Regions from separate parts of the Macaca mulatta genome. Here region 1 is linked to region 2. The links are chromatin contacts, called in public Hi-C maps. All regions are on one chromosome and are shown on one strand. Each heading gives the region's core, a stretch centred on a gene start, on an enhancer-like site or on the middle of the called end of the contact. The rest is flanking DNA. Distances are from core to core; before and after follow the strand shown. Region 1 holds the start of BPHL (biphenyl hydrolase like). Region 2 holds the start of PSMG4 (proteasome assembly chaperone 4).

The links. A called contact is a pair of places that touch in the nucleus more often than the background predicts.
Region 1: a contact with region 2 is called in a Hi-C map of fetal cortex germinal zone, with 3 times the contacts expected there. The contact joins the promoter of BPHL here to the promoter of PSMG4 in region 2. A contact is called at or near these places in 7 of 14 Hi-C or Micro-C datasets (CD4 T cells, blood, cortical neurons and 4 more).

What each region holds. Positions count from the first base shown.
Region 1 is chr4:180,144,175-180,149,429 of T2T-MMU8v2.0, forward strand. BPHL (biphenyl hydrolase like) reads right to left here and starts at 3,337. Exons shown (of 6, transcript XM_015135441.3): 1 at 3,211-3,337. The coding sequence starts at 3,317.
Region 2 is chr4:180,013,094-180,017,922 of T2T-MMU8v2.0, forward strand. PSMG4 (proteasome assembly chaperone 4) reads right to left here and starts at 2,579. Exons shown (of 3, transcript NM_001261808.1): 1 at 2,358-2,579. The coding sequence starts at 2,531.

The DNA of each region.
Region 1 (5,255 bases), core at 2,087-4,586, 130 kb after region 2:
GTTTAATCTTATTTGCCAATCTCAAGTAAAAAAGAAACAAACGTGGAAACAGATGTGTTGAATACAGGTACATCTAATCTTAACACACAATTTCTGGAAAAATAAAAGACAGAGTTGGGTAGTAATAAGTCTGACCAAACTCTAAGCTCCTTATCTACAGAAATATTATTAGAGGGGCATCAATGAAGCCAGCAAACAACGGCAATACTGACCCTGCCATTTACTTATTATGATTCCTGCCCTATTCCTCTGAGAAATTCATTTCTATGGTTAAGATAGCTTTGGATCAGCCGGGCGTGGTGGCTCACACCTGTAATCCAACGCTTTGGGCGCCCCAGGCGGGTGGATCACGAGGTCAGGAGATCGAGACCATCCTGGCCAACATGATGGAACCCCGTCGCTACTAAAATACAAAAAAAATTTGCTGGGCGTGGTGGTGCGCGCCTGTAATCCCAGCTACTCCGGAGGCTGAGGCAGGGGAATCACTGGAACCCAGGAGGTGAAGATTACACTGAGCCGAGATCGTGCCACTGCATGCCAGCCTGGCGACAGAGACTCCATCTCAAAAAAAAAAAAGAAACTGCTATTACAATATCATATGTTCAGCTATTTCTTTTGTGTATGTTTTGCAAAGTAGCCTACAATAAAGTATTTGCTACTTTCAGGACTTGAATTTACGTGAATCTTGATGAATTATTTTTACATTTCTTTTTTTTTTTTTTTTTTTTTTGAGATAGAGTCTCGCTCTGTCCCCGGGGCTGGAGTGCGGTGGTGCGATCTCGGCTCACTGCAAGCTCCGCCTCCCGGGTTCACACCATTCTCCTGCCTCAGCCTCCCGAGTAGCTGGGACTACAGGCGCCCGCCACCTCGCCCGGCTAGTTTTTTGTATTTTTTTAGTAGAGACGGGGTTTCACCGTGTTAGCCAGGATGGTCTCGATCTCCTGACCTCATGATCCGCCCATCTTGGCCTCCCAAAGTGCTGGGATTACAGGCTTGAGCCACCGCGCCAGCCTACATTTCTTATATATTGTACTATTATATCAATATTCCCATTGTGCCTACTAATTACTTCATGTTTATTATATCCCCAGGCTTTTACATTCATTGTTTCAAATGCTCACAAAAACGCTGCAAGGCAAGAGGCTCAGAGAGGTTGAACAATCTGCCCACATTCACATAGCTAGGAAGTGGCCACGGGGCCATCAGAACTCCAGAGGCCATGATTCCTCTCTAACCTCATGGCTGAGCAGAGTCCTAAGAGGGCTCAGGCACTGGGGCCACACTCTGACTGCCAGATACAGTGTGGTGCAGGCGTCAGCAGGACAGTCTCTGATTCTCTGGCAGGGCATCCCAAGGTTGAACTTGGAAAATGTTTTTTAGGAAGATTGTTAGGTTATGTGAATTATTAATATCTGTAACTGTACATAATACACAATTTCAGGTAGAAAAGTTTTTTTTTTGACCTGACCCAGGAATAAATCACCTTACAGATTTTGAAATAAGGGTCAAAGTTCCAAACAGCAGACTTACAAACAAGTTTTTGGAACACAAGTCAATTGTAGGTTGGGCAGTGGCTATTCTGAAGCTAAGTTTTTACATGAATCCTTTTACCTACTGACACTGAGCTACAGCTGCGTTTCAGGATTAACTAACACCACTGCCTGTTTTTCTAGATTATATGTCATATCAACTTGCAGCTGCATGTATAAAATGGCAGTACGAAATCCAGAGAAACCTGTTTTTTCAGAGATATTTTAGGAAGAATGACCTGCAATGCAACTCGGTGAATGGGGCCTTCCTCAACCATTAAATAACCTATCAGAACTATATTGGTAGGCCGAGAGCGCCTGTAATCCCAGCACTTTGGGAGGCCGAGGTGGGTGGATCATTTGAGGTCAAGAGTTCGAGACCAGGTTGGCCAACCTGGCGAAACCCCATCGCTACTAAAAATACAAGAATTAGCCGGGCATGGTGGCGGGTGCCTGTAATCCCAGCTACTTGGGAGGCTGAGACCACGAGAATCCCTTAAACCTGGGAGGCAGAGGTTGCAGTGAGCAAGATCACACCACTGCACTCCAGCCTGGGCAGCTGTAGCCATTGACATGTTTTTCCATCTATCAAAATAGCCCTGACCATCTTATAATAATTCTAAAATTAAAGGAGCTAGTCAATTGCAATATGAAATTTTAAAAGTTGGTCAGTTTTGCCCTCTTTTCTCCTCCTAAATCAAGTTTTCAAACTAAAAGTTTCTATGTTGGATCAAGTAAAGTTCTAAACGCTGTGTACCTATCTAGTATTGACTTCATGGAAATAGCCCATCAACAGTCAACTGAGCACATGCACTGTGTACGTTCGTTGTATACGTGCGTTTGCATGTGTGTAGGGATGTATGTAGACAATAAAGTAAAACAAGCTTCATGCCGCTATATCCACATTTCTGCCCAGTATCTCTGGGGACCAAGAACATTCATTTTCAAGACGGAAGGTCAGAAATTAATCCAGTTTTTTGTTATTGTTTTACCTGAAATGGGGGAGAGGTGGGACGACAAATGAGAATAAAGCAGGTTCCTGGGCATCTCCACACATGTAGATCAGATCCTCTGGGAGTGAGGCCCAGGATTCTGAATTTTCACAGTTCCCAATGTGATTCTTTTGCACATTAAGGTACGAGATCAGCAAGCAAAGAGAAGACTTAGGGCTCTCGGGACCCGGGATTAAGGCCTTAGCGGTACTAGAGAGCTAATGGGCACAGTCATTCTCAGGCTGATTTCTGACATAGGAGGAAGAAGAGATTATTGTCCTTATGCCCTTACAGTGTGGACTCTGGACAGAGCAATGGACTAATAAGGGTGTTGGGATTCTAATCCGTGCTTCGTCACGGGTGAGTCTATACTGCGGGCAAAAGTATCTCCCTGGGTCTCTCTGGTCTGCACACTGAAGGGGCTGCACTCCACGGCCCAAGGCCTCTACTGCTCCGGACTCTTTGAACTTAGGCTGACCGAGGCGCATGCACGATCGAGGGACTCGCGCACCAAGCGCGGCTGCACCCCAAGATCGGGGTCTCGCGGCACAAAGGGCGGCAGGGCGGCCGGACCTCGCCCACGCCCAGTGCCCACACGCCCGGAACTCCTGCGGTCGGCACGCGCCCCTCCCGCCGCCCCTCGAGCGCGCGGATGCTGGGGATCCCAGGGGCGGGGTGGCCGCCATTACCCGAAGGCGGCCGCGGGTCCGGCCCGTGGGACGTGGATCCCGGGCTTCAGCGCCGAAAGCAGCAGCCGCAGCCGCAACACGCCTCGGCCACCCAGCACAGCCACCATGGTCACAAGTCGCGTCGCCGGCGGGAGCGCGCATGCGCTGAGACCCAGGGCGGTCCGCGGCCCACTCCGCCCACCCCGCCCACCCCGCCGCTCCATCCTGCTTTGCCCTCTACCCTTCCGGCCCCGCCCCGAAGCCCCGCCCCGAAGCCCCGCCCCGAAGCCCCGCCCCGAAGCCCCGCCCCGAAGCCCCGCCCCGAGGCCCCGCCCCGAGGCCCCGCCCCGAAGCCCCGCCCCGAAGCCCCGCCCCGCCGGGTGCTTTCCTGTGGGCGACGGAAACTCGGCTCGTGGTTTCCCAGTCCTGGAACTGCCTGCACCTGCAAAGACCGTCCCCTCTCGTGCTGGCTCTGGCTCCCGGGCTGAGTGTCCCAGTCGGCGCTGCCCCGCCCCCGCTCGTCGCCTCAGCGACCGTGGCCTTTCCAGGAGTCGAGGCTGCCAACCATAGCGCCCTCGCTGGGTGGGCGTCCACGCGGGGCTCTGGCTCTAAGCCGGCTACTAACGGTGGAAGTGTATTTGCTTTTCAGAGATGATGAGATCTAAATTTTCTTTATACAACTTCACACCCATTAGGATGGCTGCTAGCAAAACCCCCAGAAATTATTGTTGGTGTAGATGTAGAGAAATTGAAGCCCTTGTATATTGCTGTTGGGAATGTAAAATGGTGCAGCCACTGTGATGAACAGTACTGTCGTTCCTCAGAAAATCAGTTATATGATCCAGTATTTTCTTTCCTGGGTATATAACCCAAAATAATTTAAAACAGGGTGTACAAGAAGAAATGTTTTTACACTCATGTTGACAGCAGCACTATTCACAATAGCCAAAAGAGTGGAAGCAATTTAAGTGTCCAAAACCAGATACATGGATAAACAAAATGTTGCCTGTGCATGCAATGGAGCATTTTTTAGCCTGAACAAAGAACGAAATTCTGACACATGCTACTACATGAACCTGGAGGGCACTATGCTGAGGGAGGTAAGCCAGTCACAAAAAGACATACTGTGTGATTCCACTTATATAATAAGGTGCCTAGAGGAGTCAAACTTCTAGGGACAGAAAATACAGTGGAGGTCGTCGGGGGCTGGTGGAAGTGGGAATGGAAAGTTGGTGTTTCCTTGGGACAGTGTTTCAGTTTGGGGAGATGGATTTTCGTGATGGCTGCATAACATTGTGAGTGTACTTAATGCCACTGAACTATACACCTAAAAGTGGTTTAAGTGGTAATTTTATGTATGTTTTACCACACTTAATGTTTGCTTTGACTATATAATTCCAGCTTTATAAATGTTATAGACATTATCTAATTGAAAGCTCAGTGGAGAAAAAAACCACTATTGCTTTAAGTCTATCGTTCTGCCTTAATTGGAAATAACTGGCAGATTTGTGGCTACTGTTGTAGCCTTGGCTTGAATAATTGGAGACAACAGCTTCTTTGCATATTGCATGACTGTCCCTCCAAGAGACCTTTTTGGTGTCAGTCAGTCCTGTGGGCACAGTGCTTGTAGGTGTTACTCATGGAAATGTCTGCCACCTGCAGTGTCCTCACTGGCCCTTTGGAGTTTCTTGAGTAGTAAAGGCAGTTTTGGCCTAAATACAGACTATGCAAAAGTTTTCATATACTCTCAACATAACTCTATCACATTAATTCCTGAATAAAAGGAAAGAGACATATATAATGTTTGAGTGGAATTTAATCATTTGACTTTCAGCAATCTTTGGTGAGGTATTTCCTTTTTTCCTGATATGTTGATTGGGGTTTCATCTCAGAAATGATAAAAATAGCTGTCTGTACAGTTTCAACACCAGTTACCCTAGTGCTAAGCAAAACAGTAGCACTGAGTTTTTAGGTCTTTGGTGTCACTATTTTTTTCTTTTTTTTGAGATGGAGTTTCACTCTTGTTGCTCAGCTGGAGTGCAATGGCGCGATCTCAGCTCACTGCC
Region 2 (4,829 bases), core at 1,329-3,828:
GCAAGAAAGGAATCCAGATGCCATCTCCTTCCTGAGGTCTTTCTGGGTGCTGTTGTGCACAACGAAAGGGCTCGCCCAGGACTTCCCGCCCCCAGCACCCTCAGTCATCACTGCCTCACTGGCTTCAGAAGAGTCTCGCTGAGGGGGCCTCACTCATTCATTCCACAGGGACTTAGAGAGTGGTGCATCAGGAGCTAGAGATACACACGCTCACCCTGGGCAAGCAGACCAACCTCACCGTGAAACACTCAACGGCTGAGAGAGGGAGCTAACGCGGCTGGGAGACCAGCATTGCCAAGCTGGAGGACAGGGAGGAGCCCTAAGAGGCAACAGAGCCCGAAGGTCACTGGAGTCCTTGGGTGCTCTGAGTTCACCTCGTGAAAGGTTTTGAGCAGAGAAATGAAAATATCCAACTTCTTTTTTTTTTTTTTTTTTGAGACGGAGTCTCGCTCTGTAGCCCAGGCTGGAGTGCAGTGGCTGGATCTCAGCTCACTGCAAGCTCCGCCTCCCGGGTTTACGCCATTCTCCTGCCTCAGCCTCCCGAGTAGCTGGGACTACAGACGCCTGCCACCTCGCCCGGCTAGTTTTTTGTATTTCTTAGTAGAGACGGGGTTTCACCGTGTTAGCCAGGATGGTCTCGATCTCCTGACCTCGTGATCCACCCATCTCGGCCTCCCAAAGTGCTGGGATTACAGGCTTAAGCCACCGCACCCGGCCCCAACTTAAGTCTTAAAACTATCATTCTGTTGCGCTGGTTACAAGGCAGTGTTGTGGCTTGAATTGTGTCCCTGCAAAAAATATGTTGAAGTCCTAACCTCTGGGTACCTGTGAATGTGACCTTGTTTGGAAACAGGGCCTCTGCAGATGTAATTAAGATGTAATTTAGGCCGGGCACGGCGGATCACGCCTATAATCCCAGCACTTTAGGATAAAGATTAGCATAAAGATTCTTTACTTCCAGAGGGACTTGCTTCCCTTTAGGAGGCAGAGGCGGGCAGATCATGAGGTCAGAAGTTCGAGATCAGCCTGGCCAACATAATGAAACCTCAGCTCTACTAAAAATACAAAAATTAACCCGGCGTAATGGCTCGCACCCGTAATCCCAGCTACTCAGGAGGCTGAGGCAGAACTGCTTGAACCCAGGAGGCAGAGGTTGCAGTGAGCCGAGACCACGCCATTGCACTCCAGCCTGGACGACAGAGCAAGCCTTTGTCTCAAAAAAAAAAAAAAAGATGTAATTTAAGACAAGGTTATACTGGAGTAGGGTGGGCCCTTAATCCAACATTACTGATGTCCTTATGAGAAAAGAGTCGGGCTCACTTTGGGAGGCTGAGGAAGGAGGATCATCACTTGAGGCCAGGAGTTCAAGAACAGCCTGGGCAAAATAGTGAGACCCCCATCTCTACAAAAAAGACAATTAGCCAGGTACGGTGGCACATGTCTAGTCCTAGCTACTCGGGAGGCTGAGGAAGGAGGATCCCTTGAGCCCAGGAGTTTGAGGTGACAGTGAGCTCTAAGAATGCCACTGTACCCCAACCTGGGTGACAGAGAGAGACTTTGTCTACAGAACTTTGAGAATAAACCTCTGTTGTTTTAAGCCACGCGGTCTGTGGCACTTTCTTACAGCAGCCTCAGGAAACCAGGGGAAACCAGGCGGCGACGCGCAAAGCCGGAAAGGCGGGAGAGGAGGGGAAATGGTTAATGTCCCAGGCTTGGCCCAGCGTGGCAGGGTGAAGGAGGTGAGGGCGGCTTGGGTTTTGTCTGCTTTGACTGGCGGCAGTGCCTAGGGACTCAACGCGTGGAGTGCTGAGAAAGAGGAGTGTGAAGAAACAGGAATCCAAGACGACTGCGAGGCTCCGAGCGCACAGCCAGGAGGATGGAGCTGCCATCCCAGCGCCGGTCAGGCGGAGGAGGGTGCAGGCTTGGGGAGAGGGCCTGATGTTTGCCCTAAGAGGGCCTAGTGCGAAATGCCTGAGACTGCAGGTGGAGACGCAGGAGTCCCCAAAATATGATCAGTGTGCTCAAAATCCATACGGCACGAGAGCTACGAGGCAGACGCGTCCCCCAGCGCGCGTGTGGCGAGGAGGAGCCCAGGACATTCCGACCTACAGAGACCAGGGCGGGACGCAGCTGCGGGCGGCGGGGCAGGGAGAGGGGCTCGGGGCCCGCGCGCAGCTCCCGGGGTGGTGCAGGCCCGGGCGCCCGCGGGTTCCCTAAGACACCCCGCGGGAGGGCTTCGGGGGAGTCGGGCGCCCTGTGGACCCAAGAGGGGCCTGGGGGGCGGCAGCTCGCGCAGGCCCCGCCACCCGGCCCCGCCCCGCCGCCCGCACCCACACCCGCGGCCGCCCGGCACTCACGTAGCGGCTGCACATGGCCACCGCCAGGTTGCGCAGGTGCGGCGTGGCCCCCACCCACAGGAACAGCGAGTCCGTCAGCCGCATGACGTGGAAGTGGACCAGCTGCTCCCACAGCCTGGCGCTGAAGTTGTGCAGGGAGACGTCCCCGCCGGCGGCGGCAACCAGACCCTCCATGCCGCCCCACGGCTCCCGGCGCTGCACCCGGGTCCTCGCCGCTGCCGGCCCAGCCAGACCCGATGGAGCGAGCACCGAGACACCGAGCGCGCTTTCGCTTTCGGCCCCGGAGGGGCGGGGATGAGGGGCGTGGTCGGGGAGGGGAGGGGTGAGGGGCGGGGTCGGGGCGGGGCGATCCGGGCTAGGGTTGGGGGCGTGGTCGAGGCGGGGCGGCTGCCGGCCCTGGGCGGAGTAGCTGTCCCGGGCGGTCCTGCCGGCCTCTCCCGCGCTGCAGCACCTCTCTAGACTGGGAAAACCCACTTTAGTCGCAGAGTCCGACAGTGACCTCTAGGAGCCCACGGGCGCCCGGCAGAACTCGCCCTCGCTTTGTTTCCTCCCACACCCTAATTATTATTGACGTGGGGCATTCAAGGGCTGAAGCCAGCCGCACGGTCCTGCCAGGCCGTGACACTTCGCCCGACAGACTTTCACTTTTAATTAGTTCTTTAAGCACCCTGAAAACGGCCACCTTCCGTCCCACCTCCTCCTCCTGGCAGCCCTTTAACTCCAGGGAGGCTTCGACTGTACCTAGCCCTAATTAAGAATGGCAACGGTATTGGGAGAAAGCCTTTAGAAAGGAAAATTGTGTCAACTAAGTTGGCAGGAGGATGAGCAGGCACCCTTTTGGACGCCGAGCCCCGAGCTGCAGTCATGTACATGGCCTCGGGCTACCCCTTTAACCTCGCTGAGACTCAGTTTCCTCATCTGCAAAATGCAAATAAGAACAGGAGCCTTTCCGAGACGTGGAAAGGATGGCAAGAGAGTTTCATGGGAAGCACCATGAATCATCCCATTGTCATACCTGTGGAGAGACCCTCAGTAACAAAGGCTTCAATGGGTTAAGAGAAAAGGTGGTAAAAGAAAACAGCCCATTTTGTCAGATTCTGTTACAACTGACTTTAGCGATTTAACTTGGAACTATCAAAGGTCTGCTTTTTAAACGTCCAATAGATCTAATTGAAATTTAAAAGGACATTTTCCATAGTTTCGTTCTATTCGCTAATTATCGATGATTCAATAATACAGTTAATTTTCAGGTCAATATTTTAACAGCTTTATTAAAACGTTATTAACATACAATAACTGCACGCATACAAAGTGTACAAATTGAAGTCTTGACACATGTTATAGCCAGTGAAATCATCATCACAATCCACAGACTGAACGCATCCAGTACCCCTCCTGCCCTCCATAATCACTCCTGCCCCCAACCACTGATCCGCTTCCGGCCACATAAATTAGCTTGCAGTTTCCGGAGTTTTATATCAGTGGAATCACACAGTAAGTACTGTTTTTTGTCCGGCTTCTTTCCTTCATCATAATTATCGTGGGTTAATCTGCGTGCGTGTCAATAGCTTGTGTCCTTGTATTGCTTAGCAGTGTTCCATTGTATGGCTATACCATGGTTGTTTATCCCTTTACACTGTGATCTGAGGGACCAAAATAGATAGCTCTTCATCAGCTAGGAGGACCCAAAGATTAAGGAAACAAAGTTACCTACCGGTGGAGAGTTCCAGGCCTGGCTGGCATGGCAAATTTCTAAATCTGGATTGTAAGGATGGTTTCACTGGCTATACATGTGTCAAAACCTCAGTGCTCCTCTCTCTCTCCGGCTTTGCTCTGTCACTGCTGGGGAAACACACAGGAGAGGGTCACAGCCAGTCATGCCCAACATCAGCGGCCCCGGAACACTGCCCTGCAGTCGCTGGACAGCGTCCTCTCTCACTCCCCTTGAGTATGCTCCCCAAGCCCTGAGCTGACCCAAACCCAGGTTGAGCAGACACCCTTGCTTCTGATGGTATGAAGAAAATAGAGGTGACAAGGCCGGATCTTCCCAGTTCCTGGTCCCTCTCCTGAAACGCTTGTCTTCATTGGATCCTATCTTTCCTCCTGCCCTCTCTGTGATGGTGACCTCCTTGCACTGAAGGTCAATCCATCCACCTGTGCTCTGACCCTGTCCTTTCATGTCCTCAAGAACCTCCCTCATTATCTGTGATGGCGTCTCCAAAGAGCCTGCATGTGCCACCTAGGTCCACTTCAAGAAAGGACTTGTCCCAACTGCTAGAAATCCTACCTTCTGCCATGGCCTCCTTCAGAGCCTGCACACCCTCCCCAGGGCAGCCCATATCCAATAACTGATGGAGGCAGAGTATGAAAGCCAGGCCAGTTTGGCCCAGTGCAGGACAACTCACAACTCTGATGGGCCATTTTGGCTCTGGAGTGCCCATGGAGTCAGCCAAGCCTGCATACTGCAAGGGT